2 separate regions of the Gossypium arboreum genome follow, and region 2 is linked to region 1. Evidence: chromatin contacts called from public Hi-C data. All regions are on one chromosome and are shown on one strand. Each heading gives the region's core, a stretch centred on a gene start, on an enhancer-like site or on the middle of the called end of the contact. The rest is flanking DNA. Distances are from core to core; before and after follow the strand shown.

Region 1 (7,498 bases), core at 2,121-4,620:
CACGAAACAAGTCTAGGTTCTAGCTCCCAACAAAATTAACCATCTCCCTAATACTACAATCCAAATCAAGGTTAGTAAAAGATGGAATTTTTAATATTAAAGGGCCCATACTTGGAATCCAATGGTCTTTCCAACAGCAAACATTGGCCCCATCCCTAATATACCATACTAAATTCTCACGAATAAGAGGCCAAATTTTAGAGAGCGACCTCCATTAGTGAGAGCACTGATTCCTACTAATAGAGTCAGGAAGCTGATCTTTCCAACCATACTTGGATTAGAGAACGCGCACCCAAAACACATCACATTTAGATACAAGGCTAAACCCAATCTTCATAAGGAATGACGAATTTTGGTCATTCAAATGTCTAAATCCAAGTCCACCTCGAGCTCGTGGCTGACAAATAGCATCCCATCCAACTAAGGCCATTTTGAATTGCCCCTCAGTGCAACCCCAAATAAATTGCCTCACCAGTCTTTCTATATCAGCACAAACACCTTTCGGAATCATTAATGATTGCATAAAGTAGTTAGGAATGGAGAGAAGTACCGATTGACCTAAGGTGATTCTACCAGCAAAAGATAACTTCCTGGCATCCCAACTTTGCAATTTCCTCCTGATCTTATCAACCACAAAATTCAGAGTATTCTTGGATACCCTATCGTGCAGAAAAGGAACACCTAAATAGGTGCCAAGATTCTGAACTTCCTGAAAACCAATCAATTGGCTAATTTGATTGCGAACGTCAACTCCAATGTACTTGGAGAAGAAAATACTGCTCTTTCTTACACTAATTTTATGCCTCGAAATCCTACAGAATTGAGAAAGGATACTGTCTAATAACCGAGCTTGGTCAACCTGAGCTTTGCAAAAATCACCAAATTGTCAGCGAAGAACAAATGAGATATCTCAGGTCCTGTACGGAAGAGTCAAATTGGGTCCCAATTACCAACTTCCATTTCAGTACAAATAAAATGGCCCAACCAATCCATGCAAAGCACAAAAAGATAGGGCGAAAGAGGATATCCCTGACTGATTCCTCTAACCGATTTAAACTTTTGCGTAGGAGGTCCATTCTAAAGAATTTGCATGGTGGAAGTAGATATGGCTGACATAATCACACTAAGTAAAAACAAAGGAATCTCAACTGCTGATAAAGAAGCACTAATAAACTCCCAACTTACCCTGTCATATGCCTTCTCCAAGTCCAGTTTAATGGCCATCCACTTTCTCTCCTTTCAATTGCACCTCATAGAATGAATAACTTTTTGCGCTATGATGATATTATCAGAAATGTTTCTTCCAGCTATGAATCTAGCTTGTTCCTGAGAAATCAGTTTAGGAAAAATTACCTTAAACCGGTTTGCAGTCACTTTCATTACTAGCTGATACAGAACAGAACATAAACTGATAGGCCGAAAGTGACTAAAATCATCAGGACTATCCTTTTTAGGTATGAGCATAATCAATGTATTGTTCAAATTTGGCTCAATCTGCTTTCCATCAAAGACATCCTTAACCCATTGACAGACATCCTTTCCAAGTACATTCCACTGGCTTTGAAAGAAGTGAGCATGAAAGCCATCACTTCCAGGGGCTTTCAATGGGGCCATGTCAAACAACGCCACTTTAATCTCCTCATTAGTAATAGATGACTCCAGAAAAGTAATCTCTGAAGGATTAAGACAAGGGAATCCACTACTAGGAATATCTTTCAAAATGGGAGAGGCCTCACCATAAAGATTTTCAAAGAATTCCACCGTCTTATTACGCAAAATATCTTGGACAGAGCACCATTCTCCATTCTCAATACGCAGGATGTGACTCGATTAAATTTCCTTCTTTTAACAGTGCGACTATGAAAAAAATTGGTATTTTGATCCCTTAATTGCAGCCAATCGCATCGAGCCTTTGTCTCTAAAGCAAATCCTCATGATCAAGGACGTTTTCCAACTCGTCCCGAACTTCCATCTTTTTTTTAGCTAAATGAGCGGAGCCAGAATGTTCTAAAGCCTTTTGAATATTGTTAAGCGATCTCATTAGGTTCCTCTTGCGAGTACCCAAAAAGCCGTACACATTCCTGCTCCAATCTTTAACAGAAAAAGTACAATTATTTAAGGAGTCACTCATATTACTTGCAAAATTCCCCTTGCATCTGAAAAAATTGGAAAAGTCATTATACTTCGTCCATCCTGCTAAAAATCTGAAAAGCCTGCCTTTAGGAGTGCAAAAATCTGGTCTAGTAAACAATAAAAGAGGCCAATGATCCGACTTGATACGGGTGAGGTGATGTACTAAACATTAGGGGAATGTAGTCAACCAAGTTTCATTTGCGAATGCCCTATCCAGTCTGACTAAAGTACCACCTCTTTGCCAAATGAAAGGGGGCCGCTATAGCCTAAGTCCTGCAACTCACATGAGTAAACAAAATTACCAAAAAAATTACAACGCTTACCAATAGTAGAAGGGCTCTTTTTATCAGCAGGAGATAAGATCGCATTAAAATCTCCCATAACAAGCCAATGGGTGAAATTATTAGGAGTGATGGATTGTAAACCTTTCCAGAGGAGGTTCCGTTTAGACCTATCTGGACTACCATACACAAAAGAAATGAGAATGGATTTATCGGGAATAAGATTATCAACACTTAAAAAAATAAATTGTGGATGGTTTTGAATGATTCTAATGTGAATAGAATCCTTCCACCCCACCCAGATACCACCTAAAAACCCCACTACTTCAACCCGATGCGAAAAATTAAATCCTAATTTCTCAATAATATCATTGGCCTTGTTGCCACTCACTCTCGGTTCAACCAAACAGACAATATCTGACTTGTGCTCCTCATTATATTCTCAAAAGGCATGAATAAAATTCCTGCTAACACATCCATGACAGTTCCATGTAAATATTTTTAGATTTAATCCCATAATCATAAAAAGAAAATTAAACAAAATAAAATATAACAATTTCCAAAATCTAATAAAATAATTAAAAAAAGGAAAATTAAAAAATAAGAAAACCAAAGAAAACCTTAAGAGCTTACTGTCCAAGGAGAAAACTCCCCTCATTTTGCTCATCCAATTCATTGGGTAACACTGAGTCTAAATTGGTATTGGAAGAGTCCGACAGAATTTCAGCAATTTGTTTCATCGACTCCTTCAGAGACACCCGTTGTAAACCAGTGAATGTGAATCGAGTGTTATTCCCATGGAGAGCTTTGTTGCATTTCTTAGAAATTCCTTTTCTTCTAGTATCGAATCCATTTCCTGAACCGGAGGTACTCACCGGAATTAACCTTTTACTGCTGTTTGGATGAGTAGTAGATTTGTTAGGGTTCGAGGTTTCATGGAAAACCACCGCCGTGTGTCTTCCAGAATCAAGACTTCCCACTGCCACTCCCTATTCCTTTTTGTTACGCCTTTCTAGAACCAGAGAAACCTGAACCGATCTAGTATTGTCTGCAAGAAGAAGACCCATTTCAATGGTAGAAGGCGGTCGCTCGTCTACCATCGCAATAGGACTGCTACTGTAGCCAGCAACAACAGATTTATGTTGGGCCATAATGACAGATCCAGGCTGGTCCAAAGTAGTTTGGGCCTGAGCATCCGAGATATCTCCAAGGCCCAAAAAGCTGGTCTGCTTCTTAAAATCCGATAAGATTTCCTTAGTCCTGTTGTAATTCAAGCTGGATCCAGAGATTGGCCCACTTTCCTCATTAGTACTCGGGCCATTATTAATAAAACGGCCTACCCCCTTAACCTGACCGTTATTATTATTTTTCTTGCCTAAATCAATTCGTCCATTTTGAAAAGAGCCAACATCTTTCCTGGTATAGTTTCCATTGATTATTTCTTTCCCTTTATTACGTCTAGAATCAAACATATCACCCTTATTAACATTTTTATGGGATTCCCGATTATTAAGGATTCTAAAACGTGATCCTTCTTTTCCAGTCTCTTGATTTGCTGAAGGAGTTTGTGCATTCTCTCTAAATTTCCGCCTTGATTTTCTTTCAACGATCATCCATAGTCCGTAATTTTCAACCTTCTTCCCCGAGCTATCTCTAGTCATTTTTTGAATCTCCGGTGACTCTTCATGCGGAGTAAAATTATTTTCCCCGGTGACACCTGAATTCTTGAAAGTACAAGAGTTTTCTACGTGACCATATCTCCCACAATTAAAACAAATTGTGGATAGATACTCATATTCCACATTCTGTTTTCGGCCATTGATCAAGATTTGGGAAACCAAAGGCTTGTCCGAATCAACATAAACTGACATTCTAGCAAAGCACCCTCTAGCTCTACTATCAGTTTTCATATCGAGTTTAACCACTTTGCCAACCATCCCTCCTATCTCAGTAATAATTTTATGGTTGTATAAGTAACCTAGTAAGCCATGAAATCTGATCCACGCCTTCATAATGCTTGGATATGCCTGTGAGGGGTCAAAAGATATCGTCCAAGGCTGAACCGTCAAGTATTGTCCAAAGATGATCCAAAGGCCTTCAGAAAGAGCCATTTCACAATCCAACTTATTTTGGAATTTAACCAGAAAATATCCGTTCTCAATATCCAACATATGTAGGGTTGTTGATAGTCTTTACAGATTATATAATTTATTCTGTAAAACTGAAAAACCAATATTACGGCCAAGCAATTTTAAAATCACGGTATTCTCCATATCTTGAATTAGAAATTGGTGAATCCTATCCGAGAAAGTTATAGAAGGCACTCCATTCACAAAATATTTCTGAATGTCGCCGTCTAGAATAACAAAATCCTCTTTTCCTTCCGATCTAATAGTGTCATTCTTTGATGGTTAACCGAAAAGTTTATCTTTCCACGAAAGGGGCTGCTCCGAAGTCAGATCGATCATCATGTCGTTATTCGAATCTCCATCTTCCTTTCTAAATCGAACTTTCTTAGGGATCAACTCCTCTGCGATAGATTTTCCAGCACCAGGATTCTCTCCGTTTTCGATTATCTTTTTGTTTTCCAGAATCCTTTAAAGCATATTCTATTATCAAATCACAAAAAACTAACTACTTTAATTTTAAATCGGTGTAAATGAATCCCTATTCAATAAGGTTTCATATATATGGGTAGGGATCTACTTACACCAATGTAAAACTAAAATATTTTACATCTTTTTCAAACTATTGTATCAAAATTCAATCTACGCTAAAACATGTTTTTGATTAAAAAATATTTCTTTTATTTTTTTCCTCTAATAATTATATCTGTCTTAATTAATCTCTTCTCCCTCTAACAATATGATTTTTTTCTTATTAAATTCTCAACTCTCTCCTCCTACCTATTTCAATGTCGATGATTTTGTTGCAACCTAACAACTATTAATTGTTTTTTAAATTGAATGTTAAATGGAAGTGTTTAATTGTAGTGACCATTTCGGTTGCCACTGCAATAAACAAGTAAAGAAAATAAATAATGAACACACAAGATTGTTTATGTCATGCCCCGAAATATAAGGGGTTAATTGAAATGGTTAAATAAGAAATGAATTAGGCTTAATGGCTAAGTGTTAGTGAATCCACCCTATAGACCCAAGTTCGAGTTCCCTTCCTCCCATTTTATTTTGGGCAACCTAGGGTAAAGTCACATTCGAAATATATATGGTTAGGAATTAAAAATAAACAAGAAATGGGTGATAGGCCCAATGATTAAACGTTATCCTCTATCTTAGTGGTCCTAGGTTTGAGCTTCCTCTTTCCCCTCCCATTTTCCTTTTAATTTTGGTAAAATTGAAGAATTTGCAACTGTCACCCCAAAGGTTTCAAACCCTACCTATTTAACCATTTGCCTCTTTTTAAATTCTAGTAAAATTTCTCTTTATCTTTTATATTTATTTTTTTCTTTTTTTTACACCATATTTTCATCCTAATTGCTAATAATTATTTTGATTTCTCGCTTCAAGTCATCCCCCGTTCAATCATTTTTCTATCAGTTTTGTAATTTCAATTAATAGTGTCCATATCCTTGCCAAGAAATGATAAATACACCTCGTTTCAATGATTAGATCCCATATTTTTGTAATATTACTATACGGTGCTAATATTTCATTTGATTAATCAATATTTTCTGGTTCTTGCCAAAATTTTGAAAAACTTTTCAAAATCTTGAAACCAACTGTTAATTCATGTGCAAATGTCATTTGAAGGACTAGATTTAGGTGAATCAAACCAAAATTGGACATGAGGAACGTCAGCCGGACCCATGGTGAAAGGTGTGTGCCTTTTCTAAGTGAATCGGTGGTGATCGTGTATAGGTATAGGGTCACACGGTCATTCATACAGGTGTGTGGACAACACAGGTGAACCACATGACTACCAGACAACCATGTGTACATGTAGGACTTAGGGATTTCATGAGTCACACAGCCTGCCACATGACCGTGTCTCTCTTGTAGGGTAATTTCTCGTTTCCCACATGACATCAGGCTATTAAACGGCCTAGCCACATGGCCTTGTAACCTTTCTACACAGTCTCAAGCCTCTCACACGGCCTGGTCACACAGCTGTGTAGCCCCTGCTTTACAGTTTTACCTAGAAATTTATGATATATTCAGTTTAGTCCTTGTATGGTCCCTGAAGTGTTTTTGGAGCTTTTATTCTGTAACAGCCTAGTTTTAGCTAAAACGAAATAGTGGTTTTGGAACCAAAAATATGAAGTTGTAAAATTATTTTAATATTATTTTTGGTGTTTACATTATGTTAATTAATATGTGTGAAAGTTTCGTGTGAAAATTTTATCGTTTGTGTGTTCGATTTGATAAAAAGACTTAATCGCGTAAAATGCAAAAATGACTTGCTATTTGTTAGATTGCTATATTGCTATGGTTCTTATAATGTGGGGTACTTATGTTGATATTATACCACTGAAATTATGAGTGGACTTTTATGGACATGGTTAGTTAATTATTAAAGTTATTTCATTAAGGGTAAAATAGTAATTTGGTTATTAAGGTTAATTTAATTAAAACAAAAGCTAAAATTTAGCTCATTTTACTTATTCTTGGCCAAATATTAAAATAAAATATAACTTTCGAAAACATTTATGGTTCGACAAGTATTTGACTTAATTGAGGTATGTTTTGAGCTCGATTTTTGATAATTTTTACGTTTTTGTAATCGTTGCTTCAAATACTAGCTAGCCCATGCTTGAATTTTTGAATTGGTTGTGGATTTTGTGATTTTCCATTATTGATAGCTTGATATTTTTGTGGTTTGATGATGAAAAATAAATCTTTGTTGATAGATTATTATGTTTAATTAAGTGATTTTTGACAAAAATGTCAATTTGGGATTAATTTGTGAAAATGTGAAAATGTGTGGTTAAATGTGTGAATAAATGATAATTATGGGCTACTAGGGGTATTTTGGTAATTTGGCTAAGCATGGATTAAATTGAATTGTGTAAATTTGATGTATTTGTGAAAATGGACTAAATTGAATAAATGTGGAACTTTAAGGCT
Region 2 (7,498 bases), core at 2,646-5,145, 36 kb before region 1:
ATGAAAAAATATTTTGCATTTTTCTGCTGTCTCATGTCAAGAAACTGGTAAAAACAACAAAATCGTAAAAGCAAACATTTTGTATAAATATTTCAATATTTCAATTAGGAAACTCGCCATAGGAGCAACTTGCTTTCACTCGAGCAGCTCTATAAACGACGGAGAAAAAGGAATATAAAGGACAGAGCTGAAATTGTTCATATAGTTTCATACATAAAATGAGTTAACTATAGTAACTCACGCTGTGGCATTTCCGCCAAACATGCTGCCAAAGATTTTTAAGCTCATTCTTTCGAATGGGCTTAACTAAAAAGTCGACTGCACCCTTGGACAAACACTTCAAGACTATGTTCATAGAATCATGAGAAGACATCACTGCACACAAAACTCACCAGGTGTAGCAGTTAAAAGTATCAATTGCTAAGAAAAATAGGTATAAAATTGCATTGTTTTAAAAACCAGAGAAACAATTAAGGAAATAAACTCACTAATCACTGGAATATTCTTGCGAGTTTTGTGGTTCATTATCTTGCATAAAAGGCCAATGCCTGACAAACAAGGCATTACTACCTCACTTAAAACAAGATCAATATGATTGGTTAGATCTTCCAAGATCTTCCAAGCTAGCAAACCATTTGACACAGCAGTAACTGCCAAGATTGAGAAAAAAACCTTAATAGGAAGAAAAACAGGAAAAAAGACTTGCATAAATGGTGTATACAAGGTGAATGTATATATATATATATAACAATCATATAAATATCAACCAAGAGGGCTATTTATGCTGGAAATAAATGCAATATAATTAAGAACAATCAAAATCCTCTGAGATATACCATATCTATGTTGCTCAAACTTGGGTGTTTGTTGATTATAAGCATGTATTTGGCCAAAGTATTTTCAATTTTTTATCCAAAGGTTTTTCATGTATTTGGAAGGTCCTTTGAGGGTCATATCCAATACCCTCGCCCGAAAATATGTAAGAAAAATGAAGATTCAAAGCAACATAGCATCATACGACCTTAATGTTGGAAAAATACTATAATTAGGCTATAATCAGACAAACAAGTCAGTATGAATAAATTAGGAGTGACTGAATAACTGAATATTTTCTTTCCTATATATAACACCAGTCAAAGTAAAAGAGCAAAACCAAGAAGAAAATAAGCTGTCAAGTTAAAAGAAACTGTTAATACAAAATATTGTACTCAAGAATAAAGAATCCAATCCACCATAAGTTGCCCTTATGCAATAACAACAATTAAGTAAGCCGCTGAACACTAATCTTCAGGTAACTTATGTCACTAGTCCAATTTTCACAGTATAAGACACTATAATATCATATAGCAAAACGAGAAATTCTATATTGAAAAAATTCACTAGCCTTCATAGCCACAATTTCGCAGCAATGCGCAAACAACATGTCGAGTTGAGTCATCGTTTTCAACCAATAGAACCTTCAGAGACCTTAGTGGTAAAAACCTCTCCCAGCAAACTAAAGGACCACGAAGCTGAACCACCGCTTTCTTCCCATTATTTCTGTTTTCCACATCCTCATTAATACGTGACTCATCTTCGTCAGAGAGGCCCTGCCCCTCACCCGTGACTCCATCCCTTATGTTCGTGTTCTCATCACAGATATGTGTATTCAGTTCAACCCATCCACCAGCCACGGGACCATTATTATTCATTTGAACAATCCCCATCAACCAGATTCAAAAAGACTGACAAGGAGGAAGGCGCTGGATTGAGTTGGTTCTCCTATTCCAAAAACAAGCGTGCACATCCCGTTGTCTTCAATATACAAACGTATACAAACACAAACCTTCACCAGTCCCTACAGACTAGAACATATTAAAGATTTAGTGTTAGATGTCACCCACATATAACAATCATATATGAACTTGCTTGTAACACTTATTCTCATCTTACTAACAAATATGCCTACACCCCATAAAACTCAGACCCATTTAACTTAACAGTAAAGCACACACATATAAATACGAGCTCTCGAAAACAGTTAACTCTTGCATTCAACAGGAAAGAAGCCTAAGCTAGGTTATACTGCTATTTCTTTTCTTTTCTTCTTCTTCTTCTTCTTCTTCTTCTTCTTCTTTTCTTTTTTGGTAAACAGATTATATTGCTATTTCCATTATTATTCACTTGAACTATCCCCATCAACCGGATTCAAAAGACCGATAACGAGGAAGGAGCCGGATTGAGTTGGTTCCTCTATTCTGAGAACGAGCTTGCACATCCCATTGTCTTCAAATACAAACTTCTAAAAACATAAACCTTCACGAAACCATACGGAATTTAACAAATAAAAGATTTGGCATTAGATCTCAGCCACATATAACAGCCATGTAAACTATCATATAACACTTGCTCTCATCTTACTACTAAACCCAATAAATTCAAATCCATTCAACTCAACAATAAAGCATGGGTTTAAGGTTTGGATGATCTTTGAAAGGTGACACCTATGTCCAAATATGTATCACAACAAAGACAAGTACTCAAGAAAAATAAAGAGTCGGAGTATCATAGGAAAGAATCCTTTAAGTTAGGTTGTACTGCTCCATTTCCACGGCATACAAATTCATATTTTTCAGTTTCAGACAATTAGGTAGAAATGTCAAGAAAATTGAAATATCAAATACTTACATTCAGCTTGTGATTCAAGAAACTTCAGTTTTTTTGTTCTTCTGCAAATATATATAAAAAAAAAGCAACATAAAAATTCAAATAATAATAATAATAATGTAGCAATAGAATGCACTTCTCATAAAATAATCGTTTTTCGTAATGTTTAACGAAGTAAAAGAAATATAAAGAAACTAGAAACGTTTATAAATTGAAATTATATGCACAAAAAGAAAATGAAATCGAAATTTAAATCCTCAATATGGTTAATTCAAAGTATTCAAATTAAAACAGACTGCAAAAACTGAATTAAACAACCAAAAGAAAAAAACTTGAAATTTCGATTTCCAGATTTTTTTTCCCCAAATTTCTTACAGTCCAAGAATCGTACTGACCATAATTCTCAATTTTTACGTCAGTATAGTTGAAAACAGCACCAATTTTCTATGATGACAAGAACGAAAAAAATATCGAATAAAAATGAAAAAAAAATATGGTTGCAATGAAGAAATAAAGAAGAAAACTAGCTGAAACATTCAAAAGCAAGTCGATTCAAATAACTTTGATGAATTGAATAACTCTTTATTCAAATAAATGCTCCAATGCCTTCTCTTTTTGCTCTTTGTTCTCCCGGGGGCAGGGTTAAAGAAAGAAAAAAAGAAGCTATTCTTATTTTCCACTGGAAAAAGAAAAAAAACTAAAAGATTGAATTTTGAACAACATAAAAAAAAATTATAATCAAATGAAAGAAAAAATACAGATTTAATAAACAATTACAAATGAAACTAACATCTGTAATTTCAAACCCAGTTTCAGGAAAATTGAAAAAGGAAATTAAAAAAAAAAAAAGTTAGTCTTCCAATAGCAAAAGAAACCCCAGAAACCGAGAAAATTGTTAACAAAAAATATATTTGAATTTTTTTAAAAAAATGCTGCAATTATTTACCTTTCGGAACTCGTTTCAGATCGATCCTCATTCCTCATCCCATTCTCTTAACGGTCGAAATTTTCAAAAGCTAAAAACAATGAAAATTTCAGAGGAAAAAAAACACTCCAAATCTCGCTTCTAGTTACTCAAAGCACATTAAAAAACTAGGGGTTTTATTTAATAAATAATAAAAAGAAAAAATTCTAAATTTCAAAAGAAGATTTTGAGGGAAAAAAAATATGGCTTGACTGGTTGAGAAACGGCGAAGGCCAAAGATTGTAAGAGTAAAAAAAAAAACGATGAAGATACATAAAATAAAAAAGATATTATATTGATGACGTGGAGATCATGTGGCTTAAGTAACGGCTCGAAGTAACGGCATGTCAGCAAACCACGTGGGACTAAATCTGATGACGTGGAACCGAGATTTAAAGCTTGGCTGTCAGTAGTTTTGTGGTGGATCTTCGGCGATTCACTGAATCGTGTAAAGGGACACGTGGCACGTTGTGCGATGAGTTAATGATGCTTGGGGAATTTGAGGAGACGGTAAAAGTTGGACGACGTCGTTTTCCAAGTGACCACTGTATGCATAGCTCATTAGGCCATTGGCCGGGTTATTGAAACTAATGACGACATCTTTACAATCCATATGACGAGAATACCCTTAAATATTTTGGATTTTACCTGTCAGTTCTAGGGTTTTGCCAATCAGCGAATACATATCTTCACTGGCACCTTGGATTAAATGATATAAAAATATTAAACATTTAATATTACAAAATTATTTATAATCTTTATATTTATATAACTAGTTTGTATTTATATATATTAAATTTATAATATAGTTTTTTAAAATTTTAATGAATTTCTTTAACAAATTATTAATAAATTGAAGAGACATGTAATTACAAAATACTTTTAAAAATATTTAACTATTTTAAAATCAATTATATTAATTTTATTTCATTTTAAAATATTTAATATTAAAATAATAATAAAAATATTAATATTATATTAATATTAATATATTATAATTTAAATAAAATATTACTAATTTCTTACATTTTATTTATTATATATTGTTTAATTAATTAGTTTTAATATTAAATTATTAATATGCAATTGATTGTAATTTTATATTTATCTTTGTTCTTCTTTAATTAATGAATGTAATTAAATCTTATTATAATTTAAAATATAAAATTATTTAGTTTGCTTCGCATTTGGATTGATTGTATATATAAATTATTTGGAATATAATATATTTATGATATTTGAATATATTACATGTATAGATTTTATGGGAAAAAATTGAAATTTAAATAGTATTGACAACTATTTTATATGGAAGGTTATGTGTTAAATAAAATATATTTCATTTTTATTAATATTTTAATAAAAATATAATTATATATTAAACAAAATAATTTAATGTGAGACATAGTTTTATTTACAATAAAATTTCTAAAAAAACTAAGATTTAAATGATATTAAATGATTGTTTATATTAACAACATGTATAAATTACAAACTAAATAAATTTATATAAAGTTTAAGCCAAAATTTAATAATAAGTTTGTATATTAGAAAATTATTTAATTTCAACCAATGTTTAAATAATTTAAAACACTTTATAAAATATAAAATTTGGACACTATAATGTTCAAATAATTCGACAACTATTATAGTTTTTATTAAGTTTTTAAAAATAATATATTTGAAAATCACTTATTTTATCAATATTTAAATAAATATAATTTATTATATTTATAAAAAATATTTGTATTCATTCAAATTTAAAATTTAAGAAAAAAACTCACAACTGCTTCCATGATCATGAGCATATCGGCAATTACTAGCTCTTATGATTAGAATACACATCAATTCTCAAGCCCAGTTGTTATCTGCTACATTTAAATGGGTATGAGGTTAACTCGCAATTTTTTTTTATTTCTAATTATTTAATTTCATAAAAGCATGATATTAGAAATTAAAAGTAAAATTAATTGATCAAAAATAAAAATTAAATAAGATAAATTCTTGTTCTTAAGTAACATAAAAATTTTAGGGACAAAAATAGTTAATAATATTAACATATTTCTAAAATTAGATAATATTTTAATTTATGAGACTAAATGAGAAAATTAGAAAGACGAAAACCTTTTATAAAACAAATTAAAAACAGTTAGGGTTGATGTTCCAAATAACCCCTTCACGTTTCCCATATATAAAAGACATTTTTTTCATGTGTAATGGGTCGTTGGAAAATGAAAAATTAAAGATTCTAAGGTTTTTTTTTTTTCTTGCTTCATTTTATTGTCCTTTAGGTCGACTTTTTAATGCGATGCGAGAAAATTTAAATGTTTTCAATTTTTAATACCAGACATATCATATCTCCCCGTTTCCGAAAAGTTTACATTTTTAAAAGAATAAAATCAAAACAGAATGTTTCTGTTGCCAGATACACATTTTTGGTGTACCAAAATCGTTTTGGATAAAATAAAAAAAGTTAAAACTTTTTATTTCCCTAAAAGTTTTTAAAAAAAATAGTTACTTTTTCTATTATAAGTTGATGTTATATTAAGTTTGATGATTATTTTCAACTTTAAGAGTTAGACTCTCAAGGTTGATGATGATGTGTTTTAAATATATAGAAAATTTTATATTTAAAATATGTTTTTTAAATAAATTTTTACTGTTATTATATCTTATTGTTGTATACAATTATATTGTTTTTTTATTTATATTAAGATTATAATTTTAATTTTTAATCATAATTTAATGCATCACGTTTAAAGCGGTTTATCACTTAAAATTAATAATAATATATTAATGACAAGAAAACTATATATAAATTTTATTTTAAAATATTTTAGAACTCAAACAACTATTTTAAAACAAAATTTTTATATATATGATTATCAATATTATAAAATATGTTATTGTCTAGTGATGGTAAATTTCATGAGTTGAAGTTTTGTTGGTAAAAAAATTGTGGTTTGATTTTTTAAACATTACAACTAGAACTAAAATATAAATATAAGTATATATTCAAATAATTATAAAGTGTAAAATTAAATTATTACATTATAAATGGATTAATAAGTGTAAAATTAAATAATTACAATAGAAATAAATTAAGAATTGAAATAATCCAAATTATAATTGACTATTTGAACTAAAACTCACACATAACAATAATATATAATGGACTCATGTATCCACACATATAATTACATATAATAAATCTCAAACTTAGATACTTTAGACTTAAAATCTCTACTTTCGCCAATTGTTCAAAAGCCTTGTAGCTTGTGGCCTTATGCTTGTATACCACCTCTTTCCTTTGAATATAAAACTTTGATTGTAATAACAAAAAGAAGTTACGAAGTATTTATGGGATAACCATAAAGATAGAGACGAATTTGAGGGTTAAACAGGGCCCTGGACTCCCAAAAATAATTTTTTTAATTTAGTCCTCTTATAAATAGAAAATTTATAAATTAATATATAGTGAAAATTGCACTTTATTATTTCTAAAATAAAAATTTTCAATTAAGCCCAATATAAAATAAATAAATTATAAATTAATATAGTAAAATTACACTTTAACCCTAAAAATAAAAAAAATTGTTTAGTCTCTTTAAAATGATAAAATTATAATTTTATATATAATAAATTTATATTTTGATCTATAAAAATATTATAATTAATTTCAACCTTACTAAAAAATTTTGATTTCACCCCTAATAAAAACATTAAAAATAATATGGTTTTGCAACAACATAATGTCAACATGTATATATTTAGAAGAAATGTATAAAATTTAATGAATCAAAAATATAACTTTTGCTTGATTTAAATTGATTGCTATAATTTATTAAGATAAATTTGAGAAATAAAACTTTAATTTATACTTTTACT

Evidence for each region. A called contact is a pair of places that touch in the nucleus more often than the background predicts.
Region 2: a Hi-C map of leaf shows a contact between it and region 1, with 4 times the contacts expected there. The contact joins the promoter of LOC108460842 here to the enhancer-like site in region 1. A contact is called at or near these places in 2 of 5 Hi-C or Micro-C datasets (both in leaf).

What each region holds. Positions count from the first base shown.
Region 1 is chr4:35,520,148-35,527,645 of ASM2569848v2, reverse strand. No RefSeq gene overlaps it. Among protein-coding and RNA genes, the nearest start is that of LOC108459098, 17 kb to the right of the region's middle. Within about 2 kb of position 3,370, at least 2 of the 2 cell types and tissues checked have an H3K27ac peak or open chromatin away from gene starts, as enhancers often do. A contact at or near this core is called in leaf, where this site is marked.
Region 2 is chr4:35,556,213-35,563,710 of ASM2569848v2, reverse strand. LOC108460842 (two-component response regulator-like PRR37) reads right to left here and starts at 3,895. Exons shown (of 9, transcript XM_053027117.1): 1 at 3,593-3,895; 2 at 2,668-2,708; 3 at 489-650; 4 at 242-375. The coding sequence starts at 3,630.